Linked DNA regions of Mus musculus: regions 1, 3 and 4 are each linked to region 2. The links are chromatin contacts, called in public promoter capture Hi-C maps. All regions are on one chromosome and are shown on one strand. The core of a region is the stretch at or near the end of the contact, and the rest is flanking DNA. Distances in the headings are between cores, read along the strand shown. Region 1 holds the start of Klf3 (Kruppel-like factor 3 (basic)). Region 2 holds the start of Rhoh (ras homolog family member H). Region 3 holds the start of Pgm2 (phosphoglucomutase 2). Region 4 has its middle 8.6 kb from the start of Gm52815.

Evidence for each region. Promoter capture Hi-C pulls out the DNA fragments that hold promoters and counts their contacts.
Region 1: a contact with region 2 is called in a promoter capture Hi-C map of the C10 cell line, with 4 times the contacts expected there. The contact joins the promoter of Klf3 here to the promoter of Rhoh in region 2. A contact is called at or near these places in 1 of 39 promoter capture datasets (the C10 cell line), 1 of 484 Hi-C or Micro-C datasets (CD8 T cells) and 1 of 115 datasets of contacts at active chromatin or transcription factors (double positive thymocytes).
Region 3: a promoter capture Hi-C map of neutrophils shows a contact between it and region 2, with 2.9 times the contacts expected there. The contact joins the promoter of Pgm2 here to the promoter of Rhoh in region 2. A contact is called at or near these places in 2 of 39 promoter capture datasets (liver and neutrophils).
Region 4: a contact with region 2 is called in a promoter capture Hi-C map of neutrophils, with 4 times the contacts expected there. The contact joins the enhancer-like site here to the promoter of Rhoh in region 2. A contact is called at or near these places in 5 of 39 promoter capture datasets (hippocampal neurons, liver, neutrophils and 1 more) and 1 of 9 other capture datasets (liver).

The regions. Positions count from the first base shown.
Region 1 is chr5:64,802,176-64,806,961 of GRCm38.p6, forward strand. Klf3 (Kruppel-like factor 3 (basic)) reads left to right here and starts at 1,346. Exons shown (of 6, transcript NM_008453.6): 1 at 1,346-1,616. It overlaps Gm38457, which reads right to left. Exons shown (of 2, transcript XM_006504241.4): 1 at 1,875-4,786; 2 at 195-1,784. The coding sequence starts at 2,114. The coding sequence ends at 1,320.
Region 2 is chr5:65,860,494-65,865,674 of GRCm38.p6, forward strand. Rhoh (ras homolog family member H) reads left to right here and starts at 3,091. Exons shown (of 3, transcript NM_001081105.2): 1 at 3,091-3,388.
Region 3 is chr5:64,089,704-64,094,703 of GRCm38.p6, forward strand. Pgm2 (phosphoglucomutase 2) reads left to right here and starts at 3,236. Exons shown (of 14, transcript NM_025700.3): 1 at 3,236-3,385. The coding sequence starts at 3,281.
Region 4 is chr5:64,484,627-64,489,597 of GRCm38.p6, forward strand. No RefSeq gene overlaps it. Among named protein-coding and RNA genes, the nearest start is that of Gm52815, 8.6 kb to the right of the region's middle. Within about 2 kb of position 3,560, at least 114 of the 459 cell types and tissues checked have an H3K27ac peak or open chromatin away from gene starts, as enhancers often do. A contact at or near this core is called in neutrophils, where this site is marked.

The DNA.
Region 1 (4,786 bases), core at 96-2,595, 1.1 Mb before region 2:
GTACCTTGTAGTTACAACAAGGAGTGGGGAATCTATGTATCACTACGTTTTAAGTAGTACCATGCCTGGCTGAAGCATCAAAGTGAAGTGAGAATGGTGAACTTACAGGGCCTTTAAAACATCTTGAAGTAATAACAAGCCATAGACTGAAGCCGGGTTGTTTTAAAACATTACACAGAACTAAAACAATTGAACCAATTTGTCCTTTGTTCTTTTTATTGCGTTCCTTATTACATTAATACTGTTTTAAAAGGAAACTCAAAAGCCTCCGACTCTAGCCTAGCACCAAGCTCAGCGAAGTTGTCCTCGCGCTGGCCTGGTTTCCACGGAAAAAGTGCCTTGAGGCTCTTAAAGTGTGAAAGGAAAGGTCCCGGGGCTGAGCCCCAGGCCAGCCAGAGCTCTCGCCCCAGGTGGGAGGATCTGCCCGAAGTTTGCTAAATTTTCTGGCAGCAAGGCTGACCAGCGAACGCCTTTTCGCTCCAGAGCATCGGGCCCTTGGGGAGTCGCACTCCTCCGGGGGTCTCCACCTTTCCAAGAAAAGTCCCTCCAGGCTGGAAGCGGCCCCTGCAGGGTAGGCGAAAGAACAGGGGCGACCCGAAGTCTCCGAACAGCGCCAGCGCGCAGGCTGCAGCGCGACCCCTGTGCACAAGGCAGCGATCGCTCCTGGAGCACCGCGCTCCCCGACGTAGGGACAGGGCATCCTGGGCCGCAACACCCGCTCCACCGCCCTCTGCCCGGGAGGGGCGGCCCTTCCCGCGGGAGCGAGTGATTGACGGCCTCGCTCCCCCACTCCTCGGCTCGCCTGCGAACCCGGGCTGTGTGTTTTGGAAGCGGCGCTAGGGGCCGTAGAGCGTGTGACGCCCGGAGCGGGCCAACGCCGCCCTTCCTTCCCCCCGGGGCTCGGGCCGCAGCGAGGAGGCCAGGACAGCTAGGGCGGGGCCGCGGGCTCAGGGCGCCGGGCGGAGCGCTCAGGCGGGGTGGAGGCCCAGGGTGGAGAGCCGGGCGGGGGCCGCTCACGCCCAGCCCCGAGGCCGCGCCGCGCCTCCCGGGACAGGTCGAGCCGGCGGGGCGGCGCCCGGCTCCGGGGAATAATGAGTGTCTGTCAGGCTGGCCCCGGGTGACTGGGCGGGGCGCGGGCGGGGGCGGCGCGGGAGGCGGGGGCGGGGAAGGGCAGGGCGGGGTGCGTGTTTGCCAGTGACTCGCCGACCCCTCCGGCGGCTGCCTCCACCCAAGTGGGTGGGGACCCCTCCCAGCCCGGGCGGCTGTGGCGGCTCCCGCTGCCCCTCCCTGACCCTCCCACCCCGGCTCCCAGCCTCTACTTACCCCGCCAGCCCCGGGGAGGCTCGCAGAGCGAGCGGCGCCGGCGTCATGTGACTGCCCAGAGTTGGTGCCAAGGAGCCAGAGGGGAGCGGGGAGCCGAGCCGCGCGGAGCCGCGGCCGGAGCGCAGTGCGAGCGCCACCCGAGCCAACCCCACCCGCGCGTCCGTGCGGTCGCGGTCCCTATCCCGGACGCCGTCCGGCCCGAAGCGCTTGACCTGCCGGCCCGCGGGGTTCCGGGCGCCGGGGAGCCGGGCCTGGGTTTCTTGGCCGCTGCGCTCGGCACCGCGCTTGGCAGAGTAAGTCCCCGCGCCCTCACCTTGCCGTCCTGCGCCCCGCTTTGCGCCGCATCTGCTTGCTTCTCTCTCTTTCTCTCCTTTTTTTTTTCCCTTCGGAGAAAGCAGGACGCGGAGAACGGGTTCGGGGTGCAGCGAGGGCTCCTTCGGGCTTGGGAAAGTGCTTCGGAGCTGGGGTGGAGGAGCGAGGGGGAGGGGATGGCGGGCGGGATCGTGGGATAGGGGAACTCGGTGGATTGGGAGCCCGCGGGCGGGGCTCACCTGTGTGGTCCCGGGTCCCCCGCGCTCGGTTCCCATCGGAGCCCCCGGCGCACCCCGCGAGCGGCCGCGTTGGAAGGAGCCAGGTAGCGGCGAGGCCGCGCGCCTGCTCCTCCCCCTCCCGCCTGGACTCGGGGCTCCCGCCCCCCGCCCGCGCCCCCCAGCTGCCGCCCAGCAAACTTGGAGCCCAGCCTCCAGCGCCCCTGGCGAGAAACTTGGGGGCGATTGGGACTGAAGAAGCATCCCCTTTTCCGTACCCGGAGCGCGCTAACTGCTGGGTCATTTGGCTTGTGGGGGAAGGCAGGGGGGAGGAAAAGAACCACCGAGGTTTGGAGAGACTGCCTTTGGGGACTTGGAGAGAACCTGCCGCAGTGCCTGAAGCAAAGGATTGCAGCGTGGCTAGCAGTGCAGAGCGCCTTCGGTGTTAGGGAACCGGAGCCCTGTAGGGACCACAGGACAGTGGTGTGGACCAGAACCTTTGGATAGCTTGGAGGTGGCAAATAAGAGTTGGAATTGTCATATCCATGTCTTTGGCGGATAACAGAAACACTTCTGTAAATTTTTACTGCAGTACTTACAATAGTAGTATTTTACAATAATACTAATTGAATATGAATGAGCCTTTGAATAATTCAGGTTAAATGGACACTGGATAATGTTTACCTTGTATTCTTCAAAATAAACACTTTACACAGAGTCATTGAGATTTTATTTTACACGGAGTCATGAGATTTGGTTCTAAGAACTTATATTTTTTTTCCTCTAATATTGTTGGAGATACTTTATTCTCAAGAGTGGTGTTGGGGGGGAAGTATGAATTGGTATTCTGAATTCATTTGGATTTGATATCTTGTCACTAAGCAAAATTGAGTGAACGTGGGCCAGTTAAGATAAATGAGAACTTTATGCATAAATTTGAGGAACACTTTTTATAAGAAATTCTGCTTGCATGATAACTTGCCTCATCCCAGGAATGTAACAAACATCTTAATAATTTTGTAAGTTAGGGTTTATGAAGAAAGAGCCCCCTGAGTTATTCCGTGGCTTAAACGTGCGTGTTTACCTTAGGCTGTTTAGAGAAACCTGAAAGAAGATGTTTGATTAATTTATACTCCCTAGAGAAAAATCAGTTTTCTCATCATTGAGGTTTGCTGCAGACCGTCGCCGCTAGCCAAGTCCTGTGGAGGTGCTCTGTAGTGACCATTTGGCTGAAATTAAGGAGAGTATCAAAGTGTAGGAGTGACAGTAGCTGCTTGGGTTGCAAACCCTTCCCAATACAAAACTACATAGCTGTGGAGGGAGCTATTGTCTCTCTGCTGCAAAGTTTCTATATTAAAATGCAATCTTGTTGCTATGGGTACAGCGATGCCTTTCCCCCCTCCCCCCCTTTTTTTTCTTGTTAACCTGTAGTTTTGTCTACAGACCAATCCGTAAGTCCCTGATAATGGAAACCTGAGTTGAGTTAAATCATCTTGGCTAACAACATGTAAAGAAAAAACTACTGTGGGTGGGACTTTAAATGGACCCTGCTGCCTTTGAATATCTCAGGGAAAAGAGTCATTGTTAGATTATCTGGTAAAACTGGTGCTGGAGTTTACGAATTGCAGTAAAAATCACATTCCCAAAAGGGTGACTTTCAGTAGCTTTATGTGGAGAACCAGTGAGTAGCTATGTCCTTGACTACATTTGAAAAAAAAAAAAAACGAGATTTTCAAGTGGCTAAAGAGGCCAAGTCTGTCTTCTGTCTAGCTGTGACCAAAGGAAGCTTGAACTAGGTCCAGCTTTGGTTCTGTGGGATAACCCAGTTGTAACCTGGATTTTTACAGCAGTGCCTTCTCTAGATCTTCCTCAATATGCATGATGGCTAGATCTGGGCTAGATCTGATCATTTTCCATCGTAGAATTTAGTCAGGGCTGTTAGCCCTTGGGACCTGGCTGAAAGGGACAAAAGAAATCAGGAAGGAGGCTGGCACTAGGTAACTCGGAAGGTCTCTGCAGCTTGGAGATGATAAAATCGCATGTGTGCTTGGGATGTTTAGTGTATGCCCCAGCTCCTGTTTGTAAATAGGGCAGGTCCCCTTGTATAAAGCTGGTGTTATTATTCACACCCATAGAACAAACACCTCCACCCCCCTGTTGTTGTCTTAAAAAACTCCAGCTGCTCATGAATATAGGGTCAGGGAGGGCTGGCTAAATGTTTCTCTGTGCTCTCTCTCCAGCACTGCCGGCCGGGCTGTTTCCTGTTCTTTGTTTCAAGGCTGGGGTTTGCGTCATACATTCCAAGTGGCATATGTGTGCTCTTTCCTGTTTCAGGCTGTTTTCTGGTCGATCAGTAGCCTAAACCAGGCCATGGTCCCTGCCCCTAAACTTTGTATCCCCACCCAGGGAGCTATCATGTCTCTACACTGTGATTGCTCAAGATGCCTGTGTTATGTCATAATTGAGAAGTCAGTTAACCTTTTAACACACACCCTTTGCCCCACTGTTAAAGGGGCAAATCGATACTTTTTACCTTTTAAAAGTTATCCCGCTGATGGGATGTTAGGGATTTTGTGGGCATATGGACAAATCTAAAGGAAGGTGTTTTTGCAGTTTTCCTGTGAAGGTGGATACAGCCATTGTCGGGAGATAGGCACACTGCCCTGGAGCTGTCAAGTTTAGATCAGGATTAACACCTTGGAGTTAAAGATCTGGCATTATGCGAAAGCTCTGGCCCACCCTTGCTCATTTTCACTCTGGGCTGCCCCAGGTAGACCCAGGGGATGGAAAATTTAAATAGCTTAGCCACCTGGGCTTGAGTTGCAGAGTCTTGCTTGTTTTGAAGGAGAAATCTCTAGAAAAAATTATTCAAGCAAACCATGACATGTATCAAGAAAAAAAAAAATCCAGGGTTATTTCTTTTAGGGATAAAGATT
Region 2 (5,181 bases), core at 1,841-4,340:
TTCCTTCTTGCTTGCCATTTTGAGCCACCAGTGTTCCCCACCCCCCATCTGTCCCCAGGCTAGACTAAAGTATGAGAAGTTATATCCAGAGAGGATGGCTATGTGTGTGCGCTTGTCTGTCCTGCTTTAAATGTAAGGTATTGGGCCCCTTCTTTTCTTACCAGCCCCATTTATCTCTGTTGAGAGAGAGAGAGAGAGAGAGAGAGAGAGAGAGAGAGAGAGAGAGAGAGAGATTCCTCCTGGCGAGAGCAGGCTTCTCAGATAGGAAGCATGGTCAGGAAGGGAAAGAGGAACTTTGCAGCCCGATGTGGGTGCTACCTTCTCGGTTCCTTCCAGGCTGAGTGGGAGTGCTGGGGCTTGGGAAACACTCAACCCAGCCTAACCCGGGAGTGTGTGTGGCCACACGCGTGCAGACCATATGCAAAGGACGAAGCCTGGAGTAGCTAGATCCTGCTGTGGATGTCTTGCTTCAGATTCAGAGCGGCAGAGGCAGAAGCATCTGGAGGAGGAGGTTTGGTCCACGAGGGCAGCTGACTTTGCCCTTCTCTTTCCTCCCAAGAGTAGGCCCAGCTCACTGGTACCCTGAGGAACCCCCCCCCCCCCCCCCCCCGCAGCCTGCATTCTCCCACCCCCCACAGGTAGATCATTTTGAACTCTTCGGCTTTGGAGTACCAGAGCTTTCAGAAACTGGGTGAGAAAAACCGTTGGTAATGCCTTTCTCAAAGCACAGTTGACGTCAGTCTTCATCTGGATTGAACTGGAACGGCCTGGTGAAACCCAGAGGGTACATCATTGCCCTGTCACACCTGTCCCTAGGGTGTCGAGATGAAATCAGCCTGGCCAAGGAGAGACTGCGGAGGATTCACTGCACAGACCTTGCTACAGGCTGCTTAAGGGTGGCGGTTTGGTTTCCTTCCTCCCTGTGGAAATCCAAAGGCAAAGTGTCTATGTGGGCTTAGCACCCAGGAGCCAGAGGACCACCATCCCCAGCTCGGTAACTAGTGTCGCTTATTTGTTCCTGTGTTTGGGGAACAGCCTCCCTCTGTAGCCCAGGCTGGCCTTGAATTCTTGGTGAACGCTGGGATTACAGTATTGAGCACATGTTTACCCAGTAGTGCTTTGTTTTCTATGTCTTTTTTTCTGCTTCGTATTGCCTGCCAGAACACTTAGAGCCACAAGGGCACAAGCTTTCCTTTTGAACCCAACCCTTGTTTGATTTTTTTTTTTCACTTTTTCTTGACCTCATCTCAACACACATATATTTCTCTATTTAAACTTAAAACACAAGTCTCATAAACCAGACTGGCCTGGAAATGCTCTGTGTATCCCCAAGATGGCCTCAAGTTCCTAGTCCTTTGACTTCACCCTCCTGAGAGATTTCTTGTTTTTTTTTTTTTAAACTCATTTCATCTGGCAGAGGTGTTGGTGTTTGTAGCAGTTGCCCTCACCCTTAGAAACACAAACTCAGAGGCAAAGAAATTATTTGTGCTTTGCCTACCTAATAATATTCCAGTGGTAATCAAGCTTCCCACAAGGAATTTTCTGGAGAGAGACTAAGTTCCTACTTTACTAGTAAATTGCTACGGGGGGGGGGGGGGCTCATAGAGGCTTCTATGTGTCTATTTGTAAGCCTGATGTTGTCTCCTTTCTTCTGTCCATACCACGCTTCAAGTACATTGACCTATCACCCTCCCCTTTCTTTCTCCCTCTCCCTCCCCCTCTCCCCTCCCCTCTCCCCCTCTCCCCTCCCCTCTCCCCCTCTCCCCCTCCCCTCTCTCCCCCTCCCCCTCTCCCCCTCTCCCTCTCCCTCTCCCTCTCTCTGACAGGGTTTCTCTGTGTAGCCCTGACTGTCCTGGAACTCACTCTGTAGACCAGAACTCAGAGATTTGCCTGCCTCTGCCTCCAGAGTGCTGGGATTAGAGACGTGCCATTTAATCCCATTTAAAGTACCTAAGGCCTGGCTAATCCAATCTCATGTCTGCCTTAAGGTCTTTCTGCTGTTTGCCTACTTGGCACTCCGATATTTTGAGCAAGTTACCATCCTGGTCAGTAGCATTTATAGTGATTCAAGACTTAGGGTGGCGGGGCATGGGAAGGGGAGGGGGAGGGGAGGGGGGAGGGTGTTAATACTTCAGGAGAGTCAAATGGCTGGTTTAGGCAGTTTGACCATGGGGTTACATTGTGGCAGATGGTCTCTACACCTGGCTGGCACAGCGAGGAGGGACAAGTACAGTTGTGTTTTTAGTCAAATAATGAAACTCAGAGGGGTCAGAAAACAGCACAGGGTCTAGTACCTCCCGGCCCAGGTGCTGCTCTGTGGCGGTTACTTGACTTTTGCTATGCCCTTCATTTTTAAATTGTTACTAATACTGGCAGCACAACTCATTATTAATAAGGCAGAGTGATCCAGAGAACCCACCGACTGTCTCCTGCTGGGCTGGTGGTGAACTCCGTGTACAGCTGAGTTTTTTTTTTTTTTTTTACAGAGACTCTCTGTGAAGCTCTGGATGTTCTAGAATTCTCTATGTAGACCAGGCTGGCCTTGAACTCAAAGAACTCCACCTGCTTTTTGCCTCTTGAGCGCTGGAATTAAAGGCAGGTGCCATCATACCTGGGAAACCTGGAACTTCTGATCCTTCTGAACATTGGGATAACAGGTGTGTGCCAGGAACTATGGCTTTTATTCAGTACGGGGCACAAACACAGGGCCAGGCAAGTACGCTACCCATAGGCTCCATTCTCAGCCCGGAAGTTAAGTTCTTAGTTAAGTGCTTTTACTTAAGCTTAAGTTAACCGAGACCAGCCAGGACAGTGAAACCGATTTTCCTCTCTTGTTTCATTTCCTGAAAGAATCATCCCAGTTTCACCCCCTTTCCTTCCCTCAACAGGAGGGAATGGAGAGAGAGAAACGATCCAGAAAGGATAAAACGGTAATCAAACAGAAATCCAGCCGTGCAGCAAAAGCCCTATTTGGCCTCTTGCTTGGGTAGGTTTCACAGGCTCATGGAGGGAAACAAACGCACATGCGCACAGGCCCCTAAACCCACACAGGCGAAACCCCTTTGTGGAGAAGCCAGCCACAGGAAACTCACTTCGGCACAGGAACTTGCTAATCGCTTTTGTCACTTTCGGAGTGTTCCTCTGCCTCGGTCACCTCCGACACTGAGGCCCACCACCTTGGGCTGGACTCTGCCAGTCCGGTGTTGCAGCTTTTCCAACAGTGACTCATTGGGAGCCTTGGGGAAGAGAGAGAGAGAGAGAGGTAGACCTCAGGAGGGACTCTCAGCAGTAATAGATTTGAGCTACGTTAGCTTTTACATGGCGTGGAGAGCTACTTAGACTTCCGGAGTCAGTCATTTTGGTGATGAGACTTGGCATTCTACCCCAGGTAAGACTTTTGCCTCTTTAAAAATGTTTTTTCGGTGTCTCAGGAATCTCTGTGATTTTGTTAAGATTTTTTTCTTCTTCTTTAGGCTGAACATTGTAATGACCTTTTTTAATTTGTTGCAAAGTGTAGACTAAACTCAGAGATGGGGGTGTGTTCGGCCGTCTACCCCAACTCTAGAGTCTTAACAAGACACACTTTGGTTTTCTTTCTATTTTGCTTTGTTTTTGTTTTGAGATGAGGTCTTGGATAGCCTGGGCTGGCTGATGTGAAGTCAAAGATGGCCTTGAATTCCTGACCCTTCTGCTTCCACCTCCCAGGTGCAGGAGTTACAGGCATGTGCCACTGAGTCTTAGTTTCTAAGGTATTCCCATATGTTCTTGGGGCTGTGTCAGAGCTTGCTTGTGTGGGGACTTTAGACTTCATGCAGCAGTGTTTGATGAAGGAAATCTAAGGGCCCTCCAGCATCCACAGAGAGCAGCTTTAAAGTTATCTAGCTATGTAGAAAAAAAAAATCGAAATAAAAACCATATCCCAGAATTCCTATCTAGCTATTCTCAATCCCAATGGCCCCTTTCTGTACATTTCTAGATTAAATTTAGTTTCTCAGCAGGTTTCATGCTGTGCACTGCCAATAGATTGGCTGGGCTGTAACATCCACAGCAACAAAAGCTTGGGGGAAAATCACCGGTTTTAGGTGCTTCACTAAATTAAAGTTGTGACAGATGGGTTCAAGCGACCGGATCTAAGATGGTGCTGTGCATGAGAGAAGAGAAATATAAGGAAACCCGTCCTTCGGTGGACCTTCAAGTCTAGTAGTTACAGCGAAAGATACAGGTTAGGAAACAGTTGAAGAAGAAGCTGGGTCACAGAAGCTTTAACAGCTGTAGGGTTTCGAGAAGGGTTCTGGGAGTGAGCTGGAGTGCTCAGAAGGAAGGATGCTTATAAAGGATGGGGGCTTAGCAGGAAGCCTTAGGAAGGATGGGGGCTTAGCAGATGGAGAAGGGGAAGGTTGTTGTAGACTTGGAGGGCCATGTGGACTTTCCATAAAGAGGAGACTGACTGGCCTAGAGACTGGCCCAGTGGTTTACCCTCTGCCGGATCAGGGTTAGAAAGACAGGGTGTGGGCCAGCTGGAGAGATGAATGAGAAGAGACTACATTCTGTAGTTTTAAACCTTCTTTTAGCCATTTGTAGAGGGACTCGGCCAGTTTTGCATCCTTGGGCCACCTTCTGAGTGCTTAGGACTGTTTTGTGATACCCCTTGGGCCTCTAGCAGTGTTCCTTAGTCCATTGTGGATGCAGAGAAAGGCCTGGGGTGGGGGTCGGGGGGAACCTCTGTGTCTGTTTTCCTATTTAAAGACTTTCAATCATCTGTCTTTCTTCTGGGGAGGTTGACTAGGTGGATAAGCAAGTCTCTGACCTTGAAGAGCTTCTCTTTCAAAGAGAGTGAGCCCTTTGGGCCATATAACAGTTGTTTCCACGGACATTCCCTTAGAGAGATAGCATGTTATAGTGATTCCTGGACCATGAAAACTGGAATCTAAAACCATGGCAAATGAGCAAGAACCTGGAGTCCAGGGGCCCATGTTGAAGCTTGGCTCTGTTATTTCTGGGCCATGGGAACGTCAGACAAGTCACTGAAATTCTTCAATGTTCCTTTTTGTGTTGTTATTATAAGAGACCTTTAAATAACAGTAGCAATAACTGAAAATTACTCCCCCCAAAGGCTGCAGTTGAGATAAAATATACAAAGTGCTTAATGTAGTGTCTAGCTTACAATAAACTCTCAAAGGT
Region 3 (5,000 bases), core at 1,986-4,485, 1.8 Mb before region 2:
CAGTGTACTCACATACATTAAATAAATAAATACATACATACATACATACATACATACATACCTAAAAAGAAAACCAAAATAAAAAAAAAACCCACAAAGAAAACCTACAACTCTTAAGACTGTAGCTTTGTATGCTGGTGTATGCCTATAATCCCAGCAGTTAGGAGTTAGAGACAGGAGTATCAGGTGTTTAAGGCTGTGCTTGGCTACATATTGAGTTGACTATGGGCTACAGGAGACCCAAAACCAAACCAAGCAACCAACAAAAAGACTATAGCACTATCAAGTAACGTGTGTGTGTGTGTGTGTGTGTGTGTGTGTGTGTGTGTGTGTGTGTATTATCTCCATCCAGCTCATGAAGTAGCTGGTCCAAGCAAGGGACGATGGCACATATCAATAGTCTCAGCTACTCTAGGAGGCTGAGGCAGGAGGATCATAAATTTCAAGCCAGCCTTAGTTACAACTATAGGCAATTTAAGACCAATTTAGACAAGCTTTGGCAACCCAGTCTCAAAGAAAACCAATAAAAGGTGGAGAGAGAGGGCCTGGAACTGAGGATGTGGCTCAGTGCTTGGCTAGCACAAGCAAGGCCCTGATTGATTCCTGTGGTGGGGAAGAAGGGCAGAACAGACACAAAACTCCTCCTTCCCAAATATAACCAGTCCCCTAATGTCCATAGATTAACTCTCCTGTAGTTTGTATGTTAACAATTTTTTAAATTGAAATATGAACCAGTGAGATGGCTTGGCAAGTAACGGCTGTAAAAGTATCTTTTATTTGCCTGGTGTAATTGTCATCTCTGAGACTTACTGCCTCCTGTCTGTCTGCTAACCTAGGCCCAGTTCTGGAAGCTTCTAGCCTCTGTACAGTCTTATCTAGGCCTAGAATGTTTTCAGCCTCTGAGACTTGCTGCTGAATAAGATCTCTCCTCCTCACTCTGTCTGAACTCTAGCTGGCTGGTTGGACTCAGCTGTTCTGGCTTAAACTCCTCTTCAAGTTGACTGATTCAATCTGGCATCTCTCTCAGCCTCTGACTTTTTGCTTGGCTTGGCCTCATACTAACTGACACTCTGTTGTCATGTGGCTCTTTCTCGTTGACTAACTCCGTCTTTGCCTGTGTGTAGTTTGTTCTCCCTCTCTCTACAACCTGTCTCTATAACTGTCCTAGTAAGCCTGCCCTCTCCCTTCTCTCTCTGCACTGTTCTCTCCTAAGTAGCCTCTCTTTCCTCTCTTCTGTTCTGTCAAGTCTTTCTCTGATTCATCACTTTGTCTGCCACTCAACTAGACATCACTTTCAAACATGGGTGCTTCCTTCTACAAACTAACCTTACCTTCACTGTTTGGGATTAAAGGTGAGCACTAGGGTTGTGTCTGTATCCCAGCCAGAGGGGTTAAAGGTGTAAAGGTGTGTGCTAAAACTGAGTCACACCACAACTAGAAACAGGTTTCTCCAGTAAACAACTTAAGCTCAGAGTTCAGAGTATGATTAAATATCCTGCAACAAAAGGCACTTGCCACCAAGCTTGACAACCTGAATTCGATCCCTAGGACCTCTATGGTGGAAGAAGAGAAATGACTTCCTAAAGTTATCCTTGTATTTCCATATGTATGGCACAGCACACACACACACACACACACACACACACACACACACACACCGTAGATAAATGTAGTTTTTTAAAATTTCAAAATTGAGACATAACTTATAGCTGGTAACCATGGTTCTAAGTTTTGACGAGCACCTGGATCCAGGAAATCACAAACCCAGAGTCGCTTCCCTTAACCCCCAGTGACCTTTGCAGTGAATCCCCATATCCAGTTCTGGAAAATACTGATTTGTTTTCTTTCTTTGTGCTTTTCTTAGTCAGTGTCTGTCAGACCCAATGTCTGTCAGAGGTCTGAATTCTTTCACTCTATGGGATGGTTGTGAGCTACATCCATGAAGTTGTATACAGTTCTTCATTCTCACTGGGCTGTGTAACTCATGGCTTATCGATCATCATTTATGTATATGATTTAGAATGAATATACCACTACATATTTATCCATTCTATTGTTGGCAATCTGGATGTGTATGGTTGGAGCTTTTTGCGACTAAATCTGCTAGAAACCTTTTAAAAAGTTGTGTGTGTGTATGTGTGTGTGTGTGTGTGTATGTTTGTATTTTGCCTGCATACATGTCTATGCACCATGGATATATATGACAATGGAGGTCTGAAAAGGATGCAGGATCCCCTGGAACTGGAGTTTCAGACCATCCTGAGCAGCCATGCTAGTGCTGATAATCAAACTTAGGTGCTCTGGAAGAACAACCCGTGCTCTTAACTGCTTTGGATTTTTTTTGTTTAATTGTTTTTTCTTTCGTTTTAGGGTTGTTTGTTTGTTTGTTTGCTTGTTGAGACGAGATCTCACACTGGAACCCACGGTGAACTGGAACTCACTTTGTAGGCCAGGCCCTGAACTCACAACAGTCCCAACAGTCGGGACTGCAGGAGCGAGGAAGGCATCATGTGCGGCTCAGAACCATTCTTGCTTGTGCTTCCCCGTGCCCAGCCAGGTGTGCACATACATCACCCAGCTGACCTGGAATTCTCGTTTGTGTGTGGCGACCTCAGGCGGATGAGTCGACATTCTTTTTACATTTTCTAGTGTGAAAATCCAGTTGACCCGGTGCCTTGAAATTACAACTCGTCCTTCCGGTTGCTCTTCTGACATAAACTGTCTTTGCAAGTGTTATCTCATTTCTGGCTCGTTGGTCTATTTGATTTATTTCCCACTTGGCTCTTCTTTTTCAAGATTTGTTTCCCCCTCTGCTATTCTCTAATTTAATTTACATTTTGAGATAGGATCTCCCTATGTACCCCTAGTTAGTCTAGAGTTCACTATGTAGATCAGATTGGCCTCTAACTCACAGAGACCTGCCTGCCTCTGCCATGTGGCTACTGGCCTGCGCCAATGTGCTCTGCTTCCCAGCGCAGTCAGACTAGCATCTCAGGTGTGATGGGCACCAAATGCATACTTGATGTTTGCTGGAGGACCCTGGGTATGTAGGGCCTAGGAGACTAGAGTAAGGCGAGCCTCCAGCTCTCCTAACAACAAAGCACTCCCCAATTGCCTGGCCCTCCGGGAAGCACACCCACTAATGGCGAGTCTGGAACCGGGCGGGGCTGCTGCACGTCCTCTTCCCTCCGGCTCTCTGACTACGCCTCTTTCCCCGCCCTCTCCCCGCCCCTCCAGAAGGGTGACCCGGCCTCCTCCGCCCGGTTGTGACTGCTGCGGGATGGCGGCGGCGACACCGACAGAGACACCGGCTCCGGAAGGCAGTGGCTTGGGTATGGACGCGCGACTGGACCAGGAGACCGCGCAGTGGCTGCGTTGGGACCAGGTAAGGGCCGATCTCCGGCTCTTCGGTTCTCGGGCGCCGTGGCTTGTCCGGCAGGGAGCCGGGCCCAGCTTCCTTCTTTCCTTCCCTGCCTCGCCACACGGTGCCTGCTCGGCATAAGCTGTTGCGGGACTGGAGACAGCTGTGTGGCTCGCCCGGCTGCTAGACCCGGTAGAGGAGCGAGCTGGGGGGCGGGGAGTGGGGTGGAGAGTGAATGTAGCGGGCCTGGGACCCGGGGTAGTCCACGCACGAGAAGGTTTTTGAGGTTCTGTGATGGGCTGAGCATCTTCATCCATTCAGAATCCGCTCTGTCCCGCCTTTCCCGGGACCTGGACTTCTCCACAGTCCAGACCACCTTTTCTGATTTCATGGATACTACCGGGTCCCTGATGGGCCAGGCTGACAGGGAGTTTTCCAGAGAACATACACTCCACTGGGAAGGTGACAGGGAACGCTTTGGCCCCAGCTGCGCCTTTCCCCTGTAATGTCTTAGTCAGTCGGCCAGCTCCGGACATCACTTCCTTTGCCCTCTACAAGTTCTCTCTGACCTGTGCTTTCGCGTGTCCTGTTGCTTTCCCGCAATGTTCCTCTTGCCGGTGTTCTGCTGACTTTATTTCTCTTGTCGTTTTTCCTGTGTGAACTTAGCGGATCTTTCCTGTCTCCCAAGTGCAACTCAAACTCTCTCTCTAGACAGCCCAGGCCTTTGGTTCCCTGCTCTTCCTGGAATTGAAAGACAATCCCTTACAGGCTTGTTTGTTTAAAATTTGTCGGTATCCAGGGCTGACTTCAGGAGGTGAGACCCACGCAGATCCACTGAACCTGTACTCAGGGAAGGGCCCAAGCCGTATTTTAAAGCACTACTTTGAGATTCTCTATTGTTAAACACGGAGTCTTTCGTTCTAATTGTGCACTGGCCCCCCCTGAAAATTATGTAGCTGGTGCTGTGTGTCTCTGCTGCTTTCCGTGGTCTATAGTACCGTAGTACCGTAGTGCCGTACTGCATGTCTATAGTTGGTCCCTGAAACATTTGGTGACTGGATAGAGGCTGGAAGGCTCAGCAGAGGCCTTTGCTCGCTCACACCTAGAAAATGAATAGTCAGGCCATCCTGGAAACAGGATGGCAGTGCTAGCGCCTCATGGGAGGTTTTGTTTTGCTTTGTTGTGGATTTTTTTTTTCCTGGAAACATAAAGCATTCCAGGATGTTTAAGGGGAGGAAACTGTTTCCATTTCTGATCACTTAATAACTTGCATTGTGTAGCTGTCCTAACACCTCAGCTAAGAAGTCTTGTGTGTGTTATTGGGCTCTTGTACCACTTGACTAAGTGTCTGACAGAGACTGAAGGGGCGGGAAAGAACTGCTCTGCTCACACTCTGAGATGCTCTTATCCTTCATGGTAGAAAGGAGTAGCAGAGCTGTTGGCTAAGGAGCAGAGAAAGGGGGAATACAGGAAGAGGCCATTGAGGAAATATACCATCCTGTGACAAGTCCCAGTATCCTCGATTCTCCAACTTGCTCCCAGTTCCCACCATTTGTCACCTCCTCATAATCCCGGCATATTATGGATCCATCAAAGGAGGGACCCTTTGATCCCATCAGAGCCTGGGATCTATTGGTCT
Region 4 (4,971 bases), core at 2,310-4,809, 1.4 Mb before region 2:
TTCTGCTATGGACCAGTGTGTCTTGTGTGATGGCTATCTTTCTCCTCTGTGTGTCATCCCCTCATGCTCTCCTTGAATATTGAGTTTCATGTTAGGTTTCAGCAGACAGATAACCTATGTCTTCAGAGCCTAGGCCACAAACAAACCCCAATAACAACTAAAACTTTTGTGTGAAACCAAAAGGGAAATTGAAAAAAGTCTTGAAGACCAGTGAAAAAGGAAATAAAGCAATAACAAACACAGGGTGCGGCAAAAGAAATCCAGGGTTTTAGGAGTCAAGAAATGGGCTTGAGTCTCCCTAGGCTTCTGTAGAGGCAGAGCTGAAGCAATGCTGAGATGGGAGTGAGAGACTTGGAAGGGATACAACTCTGCACGTTAAAAGTCACAAATCAATGGGTGCCTAAGGTGAGTCTCGTGTCCCAGGTCCGAGATGGCCTTTGGTGACCTGATTCATGTTAGTGCAGACAGACCTCTTCCCCAGTGAGTGGGGTTGGTCTGTGTAACAGAATATTTCCGAAGGAAGGCATGTGACTCCAGTGACTAGGTTAGGAAATACTTAGCAGCTTCTACGCCTTGCTTTGTTGGATCACTTACTGTGTGAGAAATCAGCTGCTATAATATGGCATATCCATAATATGGGGATACCCAAGCAGCTGTATGCTCCATATGCTCCTGAAATTCTAACTCAGAGCAGAGAGATAAAATGTTCATTGTTTCACTGGGAGACTAAGTTTTATGAAAATATTGTATGCAGCAAAGGATACTCAACACAAATAAAACTGACATGTTTTCCAAATCTTTAGAAACTGAAGTTCCATGACAGCCCTAACTTTAGTAGGTACATTTCTTGTCACTGTAACAAGATGGCTGGCAGAGACAGTCTAAAAGAAGTAAATTTTTTGGCTCGTGGGTTTTTGTTTGTGTTTGTATAATATAGTATTTTAATTACCTCTCTGAGTTCGATGCCAGCTTGGTCTACACAGTGGGTTCCAGGGACAGCCAGGACTACATAGAGAGACCCTGACTCAACAAAACAAAACAAACAAATAACTATTTGTGTGAAGCCAAAAGAGGGTTGTTTTTGTTTTGTTTTGATCTACCAATGAAAACAGAAATGTAGAAAATGGAAACACACAGGACACAAAGAAGTCCCGAGAGGAAAGTTGATGGTGATACATGCCAATAATGAGAAAAAAGAAAGATCTCAAATAAACGACCTGATTCTATATCTCAAGGAACTAGAGAGAGAGAGAACAGGAAGAAAATCAATACGAGATCTAGTAGGATAATATACATAGGACACGCCAGAGCATAAATAGATGAAGAAGCAGTTCGAGAATCAACATGTTGTGGTGGAGCATCAGTTATTCCATGAACATCACAGAGTAGAAACAGCGGTGGTCCAGTAGCCATGGCAACAAAACAAGCAGAAGAACACAACAACAGCTAGGTGTGTAGTAACAGTAAGGAAGTTATTGACAAGATGCTGATGGAAAGTATACTCAGAGTACCCTTGCTTGGGATTCTAGCCATTCCGTTTCCACGCCTTCCCCAGCAAGTGATCTTGGCAGATGCTTGAGCCCACAGAAGTAGAAGTGTGATTCAGGGATGCAGCTTCCATAGGGTTCTTATCCAGGATGGGATGGCATGTTGCAGTGATAAAGCTGTTTAGACATCACCCACACTTCTGTTACGGTTCATTCGTGCTCCTGTAAGCTCAATATACTAACTAGTTCAGCAAGCTTGACTTGAGTGGGCTCATTACCTTGGTCTGTCCCAATCTGGGGCAAATAAATGTTTATTTATCTCTTCCCAGAAGAAGAAATGCAACAAAACAGAAAAGATCAGTGAAACTTGAAGCTTTTTTTTTTTAAAGATTAAAGCGAACAAACTTTTACCTAGATTAGTAAGAGGGAAGAGTCAAATAAGCAATTGACATCATAAAATGAAGAAGACGTCACAGTTAGTACTGCAGAATCACAAAGCCTAAGAGACTGGGGTGAGCAGGATCTTCAACAAGCCGAACAACCTAGAAGAGATGGACAGGTTCCTCAGAACGACAGCCTAACAGGATGGAGCCACAGACAGAGACTGACGGATTAGTAACCAGTGTGGAGATGGAAGTATCTCCAGGACCTCACCCCGGCTTCCCAATGGTTCCCTGGTTCTTGTGATCTCAACTGACCTATTGTAGATGCTATAGGTAAGGTTTATTACAGAGTAATTGGAAACACTCTCACAGAGTGAGACTAGACAATGGCCAGAGAGACCATTACAAGGAGCTACACATTTAGTGTGACTCATAGCACTTTCTGAAGTCTCTGGGGGCAGAGAGCTTTCCCAAGGGGCATTTTCCTGCTTGAGTGACTGACAGGCCTATCTAGATGAATTCTTCAAGAGGAAGACAGTAACAAGTCTTTGTTCCTTACCAAAAGGCCTCCAGCAATCTTGGGATCTTTTTGGGTAGTTCAGACAGTCTCTCTTCCCCATGGCCAAAGATATGACTCTCACCCCATTTTTTTTTTCTGAAATCATGCATCAGCACAGATTAGCAAGAAGTAAAGAAAGAAAACTAAGCAAGTATAAGGAATAACCATGCTTTCTTTAGCAGAAGCAGGAAGGTCTTCCCTGCCTGGACCCCAAGAAAGCATGCTATGTCCCCCTTTCTCACCTATGTCTAATCCATAGTCCCCCGTCGTGGGATCTTAGATCTTGGGGGCAACTTGATATCTTCTCTCCATTTCCACATGCCTAAGAAGGTCAATTATGATGTTTCCCCCCTTTTATAAAACAGAGAGGCAAGATGGCGTCCAAAGCTGATTATGAAGGAGGAGGTTCATCCTCAGCAACCTTCAAGCTTGCTCATTTCTAAGTAGCAAACACTATCAACAATCATGAAGTCTGGAGCTTAGAAGAATGTGGTAATGTGCAGGACTAGAAGGGAGGGAGCCCTGTTTCGAGGTTGCATCCACACTTTTAAACTCTCCTGAAGTCTCTATGATAAGAGGAATCTAACCGAAACGATTGGCTTGCAAACATCTCGGCACTACTAAGTACAACACACACAGGGCCATTCTATCAAAGCCTTGAGTTAGAGGTCCGCTCTGAGAACCATGCTCTGCAGACCATGCTCTGAGGACCACGCCCCGCTGTGAGAAAAACAGAGCCGACCTCACACCTTGGTACCTCCCCGTCTTCAATAGATTAAAAAGGACTGCAGCAAGAGCTTGCAAGCCTCTCTCTCACTTCCTCTCTCTTGCTCAGGAGAACTGTGAGAACTAACTGTTGATCTGAAAGCAACCATGATTTGCTACAGAGGTGCGAGCTTGCACAGAGACCTGTGAAATCCCACAGAACACAGGAAGTGTCTAATTCCGCTGGATCGGGCTGGTGTCAAGGCAGCTGACAGCTTCAGAGCCAAGAGCCTCCAGAATCCTTTTTGGTAAGGAATGTCAGCTACAAGGGGAATCCCTACCTCACCATCTACACAGAGTTCAAAGGAAATGCAGATTTAATCATTTGGTTTCTGTGTGACTTTCAAGTCAAAGTGAAACTAGAATGTGAATATCAGAGCGTGTGAACCTTTTTGGTACGAAGCCTGGGTTCCCCTCTTACTGCTGCGGTGTGTAGAGGATTGTGCAATGTAATAGCAGCATCCAAGATACACAGGGTCTCTGCTTCGACTCTCAAGATGACTGCTGATGCTCGGAGCTGAGCTGCAGAGTGCAGCAGCTCATTGTTTGGGCCAGGAGTGTGCACGTGAAAAATGACTCGCCGCACACTCTGCTTCCATTCTGGTGCTCCGGGAATGGATTGACTTCAAAGAACTCTTTAAAAATTAAAGTTAGGGGGACTGGAGAGATGGCTCACTGGTTGAGATTACTGACCGCTCTTCCAGAGGAGCCAGGTTCAATTCCCAGCACCTATATGGCAGTTCATAACTGTCTGTAACTCCAAGATCTGACACCCTGATGCAGACATACATGCAAACAAAACACCAATGCACATGAAATAAAACTAAACTTAGAATGCCACCTAGCAGTAGTGAAACTAAGTTCAATCCCCAGAGCCATTAAATAAATATAATGCATGTATATGCATATATACATATACATAATCTATTTATAATTTATATTTCTCCATTGGTGAACAAAAGTTAGAATACATGTTCATTGTTAAAAATAAGAAACAGAACACGGGTGATGACCAACCTAAACATCACCAGTGTGGTCTTACACAAATAGGTTCCCTTTTCTTATTTCATTTAGAAACCCACTAAGCAATTGGTGTAATACTCCATTTAGAGCAAGAACACCACAGAGTTGTCTCTGATATCCACATAAATGCTATGACATGCTTGCCTCCCTATATACACACATCATGTATGTGTGTGTGTAAACACATACACACACACACACACACACACACACACACACAGAGAGAGAGAGAGAGAGAGAGAGAGAGAGAGAGAGAGAGAGAGAGATATTAAAAATAAATCTAGTACCAGAACCTGAGTTTGATCCCCCAAACCATGTAAAAAAAAAATCCAACCATGTGATGTATGCTTGTAATTCTAGCTCAGGGGAGGGAGAGCCAGGCAGACAGATCCCTTTGTCTGAAGAAAGAAAGTGGATGTCTCCATGGAAGGACACCTGAAGTTAACCTCTGACCCCCACAGGCATGCACATGCATATGAACATGTACCCACACACATGAACATACACAGGAAAACACTTCTCTTACGCCATGCATACCATAATTTGTATAAAATTCCACCATAAAGGAGAGCTGGTTTCAGCTTCCTTTATTATAAACTATACTGCAGCAACTATATGTGAATACACATTTTTTTCTGTTTAGCATCAATTTCGTACTATTAAATTTTCAAAAAATTGAAATTAAGACCAAATTTCAGTGGTTTTTAATGTTTCATAATTAACTTTGCTTCTTTACCATGGCTTTAAAAATATT